Regions from separate parts of the Sus scrofa genome. Here all the other regions are linked to region 3. Evidence: chromatin contacts called from public HiChIP or PLAC-seq and promoter capture Hi-C data. All regions are on one chromosome and are shown on one strand. Each heading gives the region's core, a stretch centred on a gene start, on an enhancer-like site or on the middle of the called end of the contact. The rest is flanking DNA. Distances are from core to core; before and after follow the strand shown. Region 1 overlaps STUM (protein stum homolog). Region 2 has its middle 59 kb from the start of STUM. Region 3 holds the start of PARP1 (poly [ADP-ribose] polymerase 1).

What was found. Promoter capture Hi-C pulls out the DNA fragments that hold promoters and counts their contacts. HiChIP or PLAC-seq counts read pairs in DNA pulled down with a chosen protein or histone mark.
Region 1: a contact with region 3 is called in an H3K27ac HiChIP or PLAC-seq map of skeletal muscle. The contact joins the enhancer-like site here to the promoter of PARP1 in region 3. A contact is called at or near these places in 7 of 47 Hi-C or Micro-C datasets (alveolar macrophages, embryonic fibroblasts, fetal skeletal muscle and 3 more) and 1 of 2 datasets of contacts at active chromatin or transcription factors (skeletal muscle).
Region 2: a promoter capture Hi-C map of liver shows a contact between it and region 3, with 4 times the contacts expected there. The contact joins the enhancer-like site here to the promoter of PARP1 in region 3. A contact is called at or near these places in 1 of 5 promoter capture datasets (liver), 13 of 47 Hi-C or Micro-C datasets (alveolar macrophages, brain, embryonic fibroblasts and 7 more) and 1 of 2 datasets of contacts at active chromatin or transcription factors (skeletal muscle).

The regions. Positions count from the first base shown.
Region 1 is chr10:14,330,537-14,334,347 of Sscrofa11.1, reverse strand. The region is part of intron 1 of STUM (protein stum homolog); the gene reads right to left. Among named protein-coding and RNA genes, the nearest start is that of STUM, 37 kb to the right of the region's middle. Within about 2 kb of position 1,472, at least 9 of the 83 cell types and tissues checked have an H3K27ac peak or open chromatin away from gene starts, as enhancers often do. A contact at or near this core is called in skeletal muscle, where this site is marked.
Region 2 is chr10:14,352,069-14,355,893 of Sscrofa11.1, reverse strand. No RefSeq gene overlaps it. Among named protein-coding and RNA genes, the nearest start is that of STUM, 59 kb to the right of the region's middle. Within about 2 kb of position 2,208, at least 8 of the 83 cell types and tissues checked have an H3K27ac peak or open chromatin away from gene starts, as enhancers often do. A contact at or near this core is called in alveolar macrophages, liver and retroperitoneal adipose tissue, where this site is marked.
Region 3 is chr10:14,239,370-14,243,254 of Sscrofa11.1, reverse strand. It overlaps PARP1 (poly [ADP-ribose] polymerase 1), which reads left to right and starts at 2,091. Exons shown (of 24, transcript XM_003357641.4): 1 at 2,091-2,402. The coding sequence starts at 2,283.

The sequences.
Region 1 (3,811 bases), core at 223-2,722, 92 kb before region 3:
CATGGCCACAAAGGGGACAGAGGGGGACCAAACAGAGAGGTGAGGGAGGGTGTCCCAGAAACAGGGGCGCCTCAGGGAAGAGAAGGTGCTGGATAGGATCACGTGCCGCAGAGACAGTGAGGGGACGCAGTCTGGGTGGCCTCAGTGGGAGTCTGAGGGGATGGCGGGGAGACAGCAGGATGTCAGAGGTTCAGAGAGAATGCGGTGAGGATTCCAGAACATGCTCTACGAGCCCTTTCTCTAAAGTACACAAGAGAAAGTGCAGCTTGTCTGTCTGCTGAGGAGAAGCCACGGGGGACGGGATGGGAGAGGATGAGGACATAACCAGACAAGGGCTAAGTGGGTGGAAAGGTTCTCGACAAGGTGAGAAGTGGTGGGTGGGGTACCCACAGCAGATCTCCCGAACTGGTTTGCACGTGAGAATACTCAAGCTGAAGTTTATAAAAATGCAGGTTGCAGGTCCCCACTTCCAGACCCCCAAAGGCACAGGAATGGGTCCAGGGATTGGATTGCTCGTTTCAAAAGATGAAAGAGGAATTCCCACTGTGGCACGATGGGATCAGAGGCATATTGGGAGCACTGGGACACAGGTTCAATCCCTGGCCCCAAACAATGGGTTAAGGAACCGGCGTTACCACACCTGCGGCTTCGGTTGTGACTGCAGCTCATATCTGATCCCTGGCCTAGGAGGTCCATACAGGGGAAGCAAAGAAAAGAAAAAAAATTAAAAAGATAAAAGCAACATTGCCCCCGTTGATTCTAACACACAACCAGGTTTGAGAATTGCTCTTGGAGCAGTGGAGGGATTGGCACGGCAGACACAGAATCAGAAAACCACACCGCCTGGCAGGAGATTAGTCCACGATCCTGGCCTTTCACTCTGTCCCACAGCGACCGCCACATGCCTGGGCGCTGAGTCAGGGAGCAGAGGCGGGTGGACAGGGCCCAGCCATAATATTTCTGAGGATGCCCAGGCCTTGCCAACGCTAATGGGCACAGCGGAAAATGACGGTAATGAACTGAACTGTCAACCACCAAAATCAGTGTTGTAAGGACAGCTGGAACTCAGGCACAGACATGCACTCTGCCGGGTCCCGAGGGAGGCGGCCAGGCGGGAGATGCTTAGGAGACCCCACCCCCACCCCACCAGACTCACAGCAAAGACACCAGAGCGCTTTGCAGCCACAGTCCCCTCTGGCCACCATCGCTCTGAGGTCACTGGCTTCCCCAAGGAGCTCAGGTCTCAGGCTCCAGACACAGGCAGCAGGGAGGACACGTCTGTCCTGGATGTCCCAAAGGGTCCTGGGGGAGGGCTCCCCAGCCTGGCTCCCACCGCCCCCCCATCCTGCTTCGGTCAGGCGCTGGAAGAGAAGCAGCGCAGAAGTGGGCTGGCGTGGGCACCGCCAGGAGAGGGGGCAGCTCTGCCTCCAAAGGATGGAGCCTGGGGGCTGAAATCGTCCTTCACAAGTCCCTGTCAGGTTCAGCTTTTTGCATGACTCACGTGGGAGCAGTGAAAGGCACTGGACTGGAGGGGGCAGGTCTCAAGGCCTCGTGGAACTCGGGGAGAAGGGCTGCTCCCCTGGGACCGAGGAGAGTAAGTCCAGCTGGACCCCGGGGTCACCTGCACCTGGCTCTGTGGTCATTAAGATGTGCCGCTCATCAGCGCCTGAGACCTCCACCTGGACGCCCTCCATCACTCCTCAGGGAGGGTTGGTTGAGCACAGCTCTTTTACCAGCACAACCTTGAACGTGAGCTTTAGGGGGACAGGAAGGACACAGCCGATCTGGAAGGACAAGCCACACCCTATGAAACAGGTCCCAGTGCTGACTGTGTCCAGTCCGGAGCCAGAATGAGACAAACGGGAGATCACATTCAGGGTCACACTCAACCTAATGGAATTTCACGTCTCCAACCTTGAGGGGCCATAAGAAGCAATGGAGCTTGGGCTAAAAATACACCTTCCTGGGCTATACCACCCTGAGATACTAAGTCAGCAGGCCTGGTCATCCTCGCTTTATCATTGTGCACTCATTTCAACTGGAAAGGGAAAAGGGAAGGACAATGAAGTGACTACCAATTCACAAATGATCCTGGATAAAAGCCCTAGGAAAACAGAACGAGAATAATTTAAAAGCCCACAGGGAGTTCCCGTCGTGGCGCAGTGGTTAACGAATCCGACTAGGAACCATGAGGTTGCGGGTTCGGTCCCTGCCCTTGCTCAGTGGGTTAATGATCTGGCATTGCCGTGAGCTGTGGTGTAGGTTGCAGACGCGGCTTGGATCCTGCGTTGCTGTGCCTCTGGCGTAGGCCGGTGGCTACAGCTCCGATTAGACCCCTAGCCTGGGAACCTCCATATGCCACGGGAGCGGCCCAAGAAATAGCAACAACAATAACAACAACAACAAAAGACAAAAAAAAAAAAATAAAAAAAAAAAAAAAAAAAAAAAAGCCCACAGGAGAGTTCCCTCCGTGGCTCAGAGGAAACAAAACTGACTAGCATCCATGAGGATGCAGGTTCGATCCCTGGCCTCACTCGTGGGTTAAGGATCCGGCGTTGCCGTGAGCTGTGGTGTAGGTCGCAGATGCAGCTCGGATCTAGTGTTGCTGTGGCTGTGGTGTAGGCCAGCAGCTGTAGCTCCAATTCAATCCCTAGCCTGGGAACCTCCACATGCCGTGAATGCAGCCCTAAAAAGCTAATAAAAACAAAAAGCCCACAGAGTCTCTGTGCCCATGGCCTAAGTAAGCCAAGGTCAGTCTGAGAAGATAAGGCCTTGGTCCCAGAGCAGACTCCGTGCTCCTTCTCTCATCCTGGCTCCTTTGGCTCTGATTTCTTAACAGAGGGGGCAGGAAGGGGAGAGGATGCTGGATGCTGTGTTCACACATGCTGTGGAAAGGCACTGGCTGCTTGCTCAGCCTGATAACCCTGGAGCAGAGTCAGAGGAGGCCGTGCTGGACAGGCTAGGAGGGCAGGCCCTGACCATCACAAGTGGCCGAGAGTGCGTCTCAGAGAGTGAAGGGAATCACTGTGAGACAAAGGACAGTCAGCTCAGGGTTCAAGGCCATTGGAGGTCTGTGTCCTCAACCAGAAAGTGTTCTGTATACCCAACACCGTGCTTGTCATGTCCTGGCCAGCAAAGAACTTGCAGAGATTAAACTGTCAAACCAAGACAGAACAAGGCCAGATACAACACGGACCATCCCAGGATTTGCAGTATCCTGACCACCTTCAACATTCTTCAAAACGAATCTATTGTCAGCTAACTGCATTCCTCAAGAACACAACAAAAAGGCCACCTACTGAATGGGAGAAGATATTTGCAAATGATATCTCCCACAAGGGGTTAATATCCAAAATATACAAAGAATGCACACAATTCAACATCCAAAAGACCCAAAATAAAACACACACAAACAACCCAACCCAATTTAAAGCTGGACAGAACTGGGAGTTCCCGTCATGGCTCAGCAGTGACAAACCCAACCAATATCCATGAGGACACAGGTTCGATCGCTGGCCTCGCTCAGTGGGTTAAAGATCTGGCGTTGCTATGAGCTCTGGTGTAGGTTGCAGATGCTGTGGCTGTGGCATGGGGTGACAGCTGCAGCTCTAATTCGACCCCTAGCCTAGGAACTTCCATGTGCTGTGGGAGCAGCCCTAAAAAAGCTTTTTAAAAAGAGTAATAAAATTGGACAGAACTGAATAGACATTTTTCCAAAAAAGACATACAGATGGCCAAAAGGCACATGAAAAGATGCTCAACATCATTAATCATCAGGGAAATACAAATCAAAACCACAATGAGATATCAG
Region 2 (3,825 bases), core at 959-3,458, 110 kb before region 3:
GTCTCCAGACTCACCCCCAAATGCCCCGGGGCTCAGGTCTCTGGGCTGTCGTGTGGCCACACCGAGCAAGGCTTCTTGTGTTCTCGCAACACAGAGAGAAGAGAGCCGACAGGTGAATGCCGTCTCTGAAATGGTGAGACATTTTGGAAACCCTTGGAAGGCCACCACTTCCTGGGAGGGGGCTGTTCTGCTGCTGCTGCTCTCTTTCTACCATCCTTCCAGCCCAGACGAGATTCTTTGAGCCCCTAGGCCTGTTGGCTCGTGCTTATTTTCGTGACTAGTAACCAGCACTTTAGATGGGCAGGAAGCCAATGGACACAAACTTTGCTTCTAAACTAGCTTCTGAGAGGATGCTTTGCTCAGAATATCTCCCATTTTAGGTGGAGGGTGGGAGGCAGGAAGAGGGGGCCAACACGCAGGTGTGCTTTGTGTCAGGTAGCAACGTGGCGCCTCTAATGCCACCTTCCCCAGGCAACAGAGCTGGCTTGGAAAAGGGCCAGGAATGGCACACGAGTAAAATAAAAGTATTATCAGAGCTGGTGCCATTTGGGAGAGAGTTTCATGTCTAGTTCCCTCTGTGAAGTGACTTGGGTTGTTGGCCTTGCTTTGTGGAGAATTTGGTGGGGCTGGACGGCAGGATGCTGGCTAAGGGTCCGGAATCACAGAGAATTCCCAAGGCCTAACTTCTAAATTCAGATTTCACAGAGTTCCCATTGGGGCTCAGGGGGTTATGAACCCGACATAGTGTTGTGAGGAGGCAGGTTCGATGCCTGCCCTCGCTCAGTGGGTTAAGTGTCTGGCGTGGCCATGAATGGCTGCAGTGTAGCTGTGGCCACAAACAAACAAAAAACCACAACGACAAATTCAGTTGTCACCAGGGCCAAAGGGAGAAACTTAGACCTAGGCCTTGACCCGAGATCTACGCCTTCAGCCTTAGTGTTTTATTCTTTAACTGGCCCCTCATTTACCACATCATAGCTCCCATCATGTCTTGGGTGCCTGGCCACACACCCAGAGGCTCTGCGCCCTCCTGGGGCCTCTGCATTCACAGTGTGGAGCGTCCATGCTTATGATCTTTTCTGGATGGGAAAAGAAAGGGGTTTTCCATGTATATTAACCTTTTCTGGAACTTTTTAATATATATATTTTTCTGTTTAGGGCTGGACCTGAGGCATATGGAAGTTCCCAGGTCTGGGGTCTAATAGGAGCTGCAGCTCCCGGCCTCCACCACAGTCACAGCAACACCAGATCCTTAACCCACTGAGCAAGGCCAGGGATCAAACCCACATTCTCATGGATCCTAGTCGGGTATGTTAACACTGAGCCATGAAGGGAACTCCTATAAAAAGTGTTTTCATTGATATCGTGGTGCAAATATATACAACCACAGTTTTTCTTTTTTTTTTTTTCTTCTAAATCCTGTTCTCTGCTACCATCCTCTGAGACAAGAGGGTCAGGAGGAGTGGCAAGCTGGGAGGATGGGGCTGGAAGAGGTGAAAACTTGTAACAATAAGAGCTAAATCCATCCGTTGTCACAGGTGGAAAACAATCACAGGCATGCCTAGACCTGGTTTGTGCCCTTCTGTGTGTGTGTGTGTGTACACGTGTGATGTATATATCTAGTCTGTGGCTGACCCTTTGTAGAAGCTCAGTAGACAGTGGCTCTTTTTCATAGGTGGGAAGGGCCATGAAGACAGGATGAGTCAGAAGAGGCTTTGGAAGCAAATATTTATTTAGGTTTTCTCTTGTTAGAGAATCTTAACTTGAACCAGTTTATGAGAATGAAGAAAAGGAAAAAAAAGGAGGGTGGGGAGAAGCCCAGATGGCTCACACTTAAACGGGGGTGGGGGTGGGGTTCCCACTGTGGCTGAGCGGTAATGAACCCGACTAGTATCCATGAGGATGCGGGTTTGATTCCTGGCCCCTCTCATTGGGTTAAGGATCCTGCGTGGCTGTGGTTGTGGCAGTAGCTGCAGCTCCTATTCGACCCCTGGCCTGGGAACTTCCATAAGCCGCAGGTGCGGCCCTAAAAAGAGAAAAAAAAAAAAAATAGCCCTAATCTCTTTGTGGTAATATTTATATGTCACCACCTCAGGTTCTTCATAAGATCCTGGGCGTGTTTCAAGTTTCCCCAGAAACCAGCAGTGGGGGTGAACCCTCTGTCCCTGGCGCCCACTTCCCCTCCTGGAACCTCAGAAGATGGGACAGCTTCTCAGTGTTTGGAAATTGCTTATTTCCTCCACCGATGACGTTCCTAGTTGTCAAAGTTTCTTTGCTGCTTTCTAGAGTCTTTTTTTCTTCTCTCTCTTTTTTTTTTTTTTTTTTTTTTTGAACACAGCTATTTTTGACGAAAATAAAAATATCCACTGCCCTGACTGCAGAGACAGCTGCAGACTCCCGCTCCTGGCCCTCCGATGACGCTCCACCGCTGGGGCCCGTCTGGGCCTGGGCTAGGCATCGGGGCGGAGGGCACTCTAACCCCAGGCCCTTCAGGTCTCCAGGTTTCCCGCAAGAACATGGGGCTACCGGCCCCAGGAGCACCTGCACGGCTGTGCCTCTCAGACCCCAGCAAGCGAGTGGGCACCGGAAGTATTCATGGCAGCCTCGGCCCAGGACATGGGGCTGCCCCTGAGCCACGAAAGTGGACTCCACCCACGTGGCCCGGCGTTGCTCTGTTTCCTCTTTGGGGAGGGATTCCCCTTCTCCTGCTACCAGCCAAGCCAGCACCCCTGTGACTCCTAGTTTATGTCACTGCATGACAAGGTCTCAGTGACCTGGCTGGTGGCCATCCTGCTCCAGCACCTCATGGGCCACTGGCCAGCTGGGGGCTGGGGGACAGGTCCCGGGGGGTGGGGGAGAGGAGCCAGATGGACAGGATGTGCCTTCCTGCTCAAGGAGCTGCTGCCTCCTCAGTGGCCCTGCCCGCCTCCATTGCTCCATCTCGGACACCGATTCAAGTTGAGTGCCCCTCCCCAGTGACACCAAGTCCTGCCTAAGTCCTTGGTCCCGGGACCATCTCTGCCCCAGGTTTGTGCTTCCTTTCGCCTGCAAAGGCGATACATCCTCATGCCTCCCCTCCCGTAACCAACCACAGGCCACCCCAGACCCCTCTCAGAGCCTGGGGTCTGGGAGCACAGAGATTTCTGGGGAGCAGAAGCCTTTGGGAGAAGCCCTGGCGGGGGGGGGGGAGGGGTTCAACCATGTCACCTTCCCGAAGATGAGCAGACTGGGGCTGGAAAGGAAGAGAAGAGGGTGGTGGCCCTGAAGCTTCCTTCCCTTCCTGGGGCTGGAGGGCACTGCTGACCTTACCCCGTGCTTTCCCCCAGCCCCCACCCCCCAAAACCAGAAACTTCTTCTCTGGCCAAGAGTGTTCCTGCCATGCTCTGAGCCCACTAAGTACTTGGGAGAGCTCCCTGGGATGTCGGGGCGACTGTGATGCTGCCTTAGGCTTGGCGTCCTGGTTTTAGCGGTGACTAAAGTCAACCCTTAGGCACAGGTGCATTTCTGGGGCCTCAAAGGGGTCCCTGGGGTTGAGCCTAAAGTCTCCCCGGAAGGTTGTACTTTGCTGCAGATTTACTCCTTGGGGCAGGACCAAGGCTCCGAGACGGCAGCATCTCTCAGCAGAAACACCAGAACGCCTCTGGGTGGACCGGGCTGGTCGCCCCCAAGGATTCTGGGCTGACGTGAGGAAATGGTGAGAGGCCAGGCCTTTCCCGGGGTAGGGGGGGGGGTGTGCCTAGCAGGGTGACACCCAAGGGCTCAGCTCCCACAGCCTCCGGTGTTGAATGCAGCGCTGCAGACGTGGCCTCGTTCCGGACCCCAGCC
Region 3 (3,885 bases), core at 842-3,341:
GGTTCAGCAGTAACCAATCCGACTAGTATCCATGAGAATGTGGGTTCCATCCTGGCCTCCCTCAGTGGGTTAAGGATCCAGTGTTGGCTTGGATCTGGTGTGGCTGTGGCTGTGGTGTAGGCTGGCAGCTGTAGCTCTGATTCGACCCCTAGCCCGGGAATTTCCATATACCACAGGTGTGCCCCCCCCAAAAAAAGACAGACATAGGAGCAAGTACACCTGGTCACAGATGTAGCTCCCCAATCAGCCTGCTGAACAGAAATTGATGGGTTGTTTGTTTTGTTTTGTTTTTTTGTTTTTTGTTTTTGTCTTTTTAGGGCTGCACTCACAGCATATAGAAGGTCCCAGGCTAGGGTGGATTGGAGCTGTAGCCACAGCCACAGCAACACCAGATTCCAGCCTCATCTGCAGCCTACACTATGGCAGGGCAACGCCAGATCCTTAACCCACTTGGCAAGGCCAGGGTTCGAACCTGCGTCCTCATGTATACTAGTCAGATTCGTTTCTGCTGAGCCATGACAGGAACTCCAGACACTGGTTTTACCTGCAGTTCTTGGGCAGAGGATATGTAAGCCATGGAACCACAGTGTCATCACCCATGAGTGGCCTTTAGGGATGACATAATTGTCAACGCAGAGGTTGAATGATCATAGCCTTTGATTTGGTTACTAAAATTCTTTGATTTGTTCTATCATATACTTCACTTACTCTATTCGCCATCAACATATCTAACAGCTCACTACTTAAGATTCTTGCTGGAGTTCCCCTGTGGCATAGTAGGTTAAGGATGCGGCATTATCACTGCAGTGGCTCTGGTTACCGCTGTGGTGCAGTTTGATCCCTGGCCCTAGAAATTCCACATTCCAATTCCCATGGGCAAAAAAACACCCCAAAACAAAACAAAACAGGTTCTTACCTATGTCTCACAACCTACTTGCTTAATCAATATCCATGTCTCATAAGCTACTAGCTTTCTTCTCTATTTAACAAGTTTGTTTCATCCTGTTTCTTTTTCTTGTCTCTATAGCAGAACTGAATATTCTCAAATACAACACACTCCATTATAATGATGTTTTAAATGAATAAAATAAAATGCATAGAACTTTAAAAGAAACTAGTTATATTAAAATATAATTCTCCATTAAGTAACAAGATCTAGCAGCAACAAGTTTTGTTTTTTATGGAAGTTCTGGCCCGGGATGGAATCCCAGTCGCAGCTGCCACCTATGATGCAGCTGCAGCAACTTCTTAACAGACTGTAGAAATAGGTAAGCAGGTCTCTTAACTACGGCAACTTAAGTGATGATGAACTTGATGTTGAGTGCTCTCCAACAATTATAAAGTGATATGAAAATGTCTTTGGGGAGTTACCGTTGTGGCGCAGTGGTGAACGAATTCGACCAGGAACCAAGAGGTTGTGGGTTCAATCCCTGGCCTCCCTCAGTGGGTTAAGGATCCGGCATTGCAGTGAGCTGTGGTGTAGGTCGCAGGCGTGGCTTGGATCCCGCGTTGCTGTGGCTCTGCCGGACCCCTAGCCTGGGAACCTCCATATGTATCGAGAGCGACCCAAGAAATCGCAAAAAGACAAAAAAAAAAAAAAAAAGTCTCTGATGATTGTTGCTGAGAAAGTCACAGGATTCCCAGAATCTGTACTCATGCATTAAAATTCATAGTGAAAAATGCTAGATTTCAGTTAGTTTTCAGTACCCACGGCCTGCAGATTGCAGTTAGAACCTGCCCAGGTTGACCTACCTTTGGCAGGTCAACCACATTCTGGAACCAGCCCAGCACCTCCCAGACCTGTTCGCCTCCAGGGAGAGAGGGCACACGTATTAAAAGGGGACAGGGGTGGGTTTAGTTATAAGAGCACGTAAGTGTTCCTGGGGACAAATGATTAAGAGCACTGCGGCCGGCCCAGCCAAAGAGCTACAGGCGGAGCTCCAGCCAGCATGGACCCCCAGCAGCTCCGCCTCGCTCACGCGGCAGCAGCAAGCACTAGGGAAATGCCGCCCCCAGCCCGCAGGGGGCGTGCGCGCCGGCGGCCCCGCCCCGTGAACGCGGCTAGCGGGGCGTGCCCCCCCCGCCAGGCATCAGCAATCTATCGGGAGCGGCGGGTGGTCGGCGCGGCGTGCTTGGCGGCAGCGGCGGCGGCTCTGGGCACTGGGGGCCCTGCTGGGAGGAGACAGGCAAGCAAGGCGGCGGCGGCGGCGGCGGCGGTTGCGGTTGCGTGTCTGCAGGTCGCAGCGTCAGGCTTCGGGAGCTGCATCGGCACAGGGAGGAGGATGGCGGAGTCATCGGACAAGCTCTATCGGGTCGAGTATGCTAAGAGTGGGCGCGCCTCCTGCAAGAAATGCAGCGAGAGCATCCCCAAGGACTCGCTCCGGATGGCCATCATGGTGCAGGTGCGGGATGAGAGGCCGCTTTGTGCGCGGCGGGGGTTTCCAAGCGTCCGGGGAGGGTTGGGGGAGGGCTGGCCCAGAGCCGCGGGCCAGGCCGGCCGCTCGGAGCCCGCGCTGGGCCTGCGGGCGCTGCTGCTGCCGCTCCTCCCGGCGTGTGGCCCGCCGGGTGGACTCTTCCGGAAGGTTTTGCTGATGTTGCTGAAAAAGCCCGGGAAATACGGTGTGGAGCTGGTGGTGCCTTTTATTTTGTAAAAAATAAGGAGCTGCTTTTATCCTTACTCCGGGGTGGTGCTGTTCTTGTTTCTGTTATTGCTATTCGCCTTGGAAAGAAAATGTACGTGTGGTCTTTGGAAGTTAGTTTGGTTTTGACCTACATTGCGCTGGAAGATTTTTGTCTTATATTCGTGGTGGCGACTGGCAAGTGAGGGTTTTTTTTTTTTTTTTAAGCTATTTTTGGCAATCTTCTACATTCGCTCACTCTCATTTTTTAAAATTATGCAAAGCTATGCAAGTCGGTGTCGTTTCAGTACGGTGCTCCCTCTTTGAGCTTAATTTGTGGTTTAAAATAACCTTTTCCCCAAACTTTCCAACTTCGCAGACTTGCTGCATTTGCAGCTAATCCGATTTGAGTAAGAATGGCTCCGGGGGTTCCTTATCTGGATTTATTGGCTGATTAGGGAAATCCCTCTGGTGGTCCCCGAGGCCTACAGAGATGGCCAGAGGCTGTTGGAATGAGGTGTTTATCTGGACCTCAAGGTCCCAGTAGCTTGATTTTCTCTCCCCTCCGTGAGGCAGTTTGTGTTGTTGTGTTTTTTTTTTTCCCCCCTGTATTTTTAGGGCCACACCCTTGACATATGGAAGTTCCCAGGCTAGGGGTGGAAGCAGAGCTGCAGCTGCCGGCCTACACCACAGCTCACAGCAACGCCAGATCCTTAACCCAGTGAGTGAGGCCAGGGATCGAACCTGTGTCCTCATGGATACTAGTCAGGTTCTTTACCCCTGAGCCATGACAGAACTCCCAATTTTCATGTTTTGTTTGTTTGTGTTTTGTTCTTTTTAAGGCTCCACCTGCGGCATGTGAAGATTCCCAGGCTAGGGGTGGAATCAGAGCTGTAGCCACCGGCCTACACCACAGCCACAGCAACACCAAATCCAAGCTGGTCTGCGACCTACGCCACAGCTCACGGCAACGCCAGATCCTTAACCCACTGATCAAAGCCAAGAATCAAACCTGTGTCCTCATGGTTACCAGTCAGATTCCTTTTTGCTGAGCCACAGTGGGAACTCCCCAGTTCATGTTTTAGAAATGACCAGAGAGCACTGCTGGCTTTGGGGTGGAGGGGAGTGGGTACCAAGTGTGCTTAGGCGATCTCATTTCATAACTGGGCAGGGACTGGGGTTGTCACCCTGGTGTCCTCAGGGCCACCTAGCTAAATACCTGGCACACAATACTTCTTCATTTAGTAAATACTTGCTGAGCACCTGG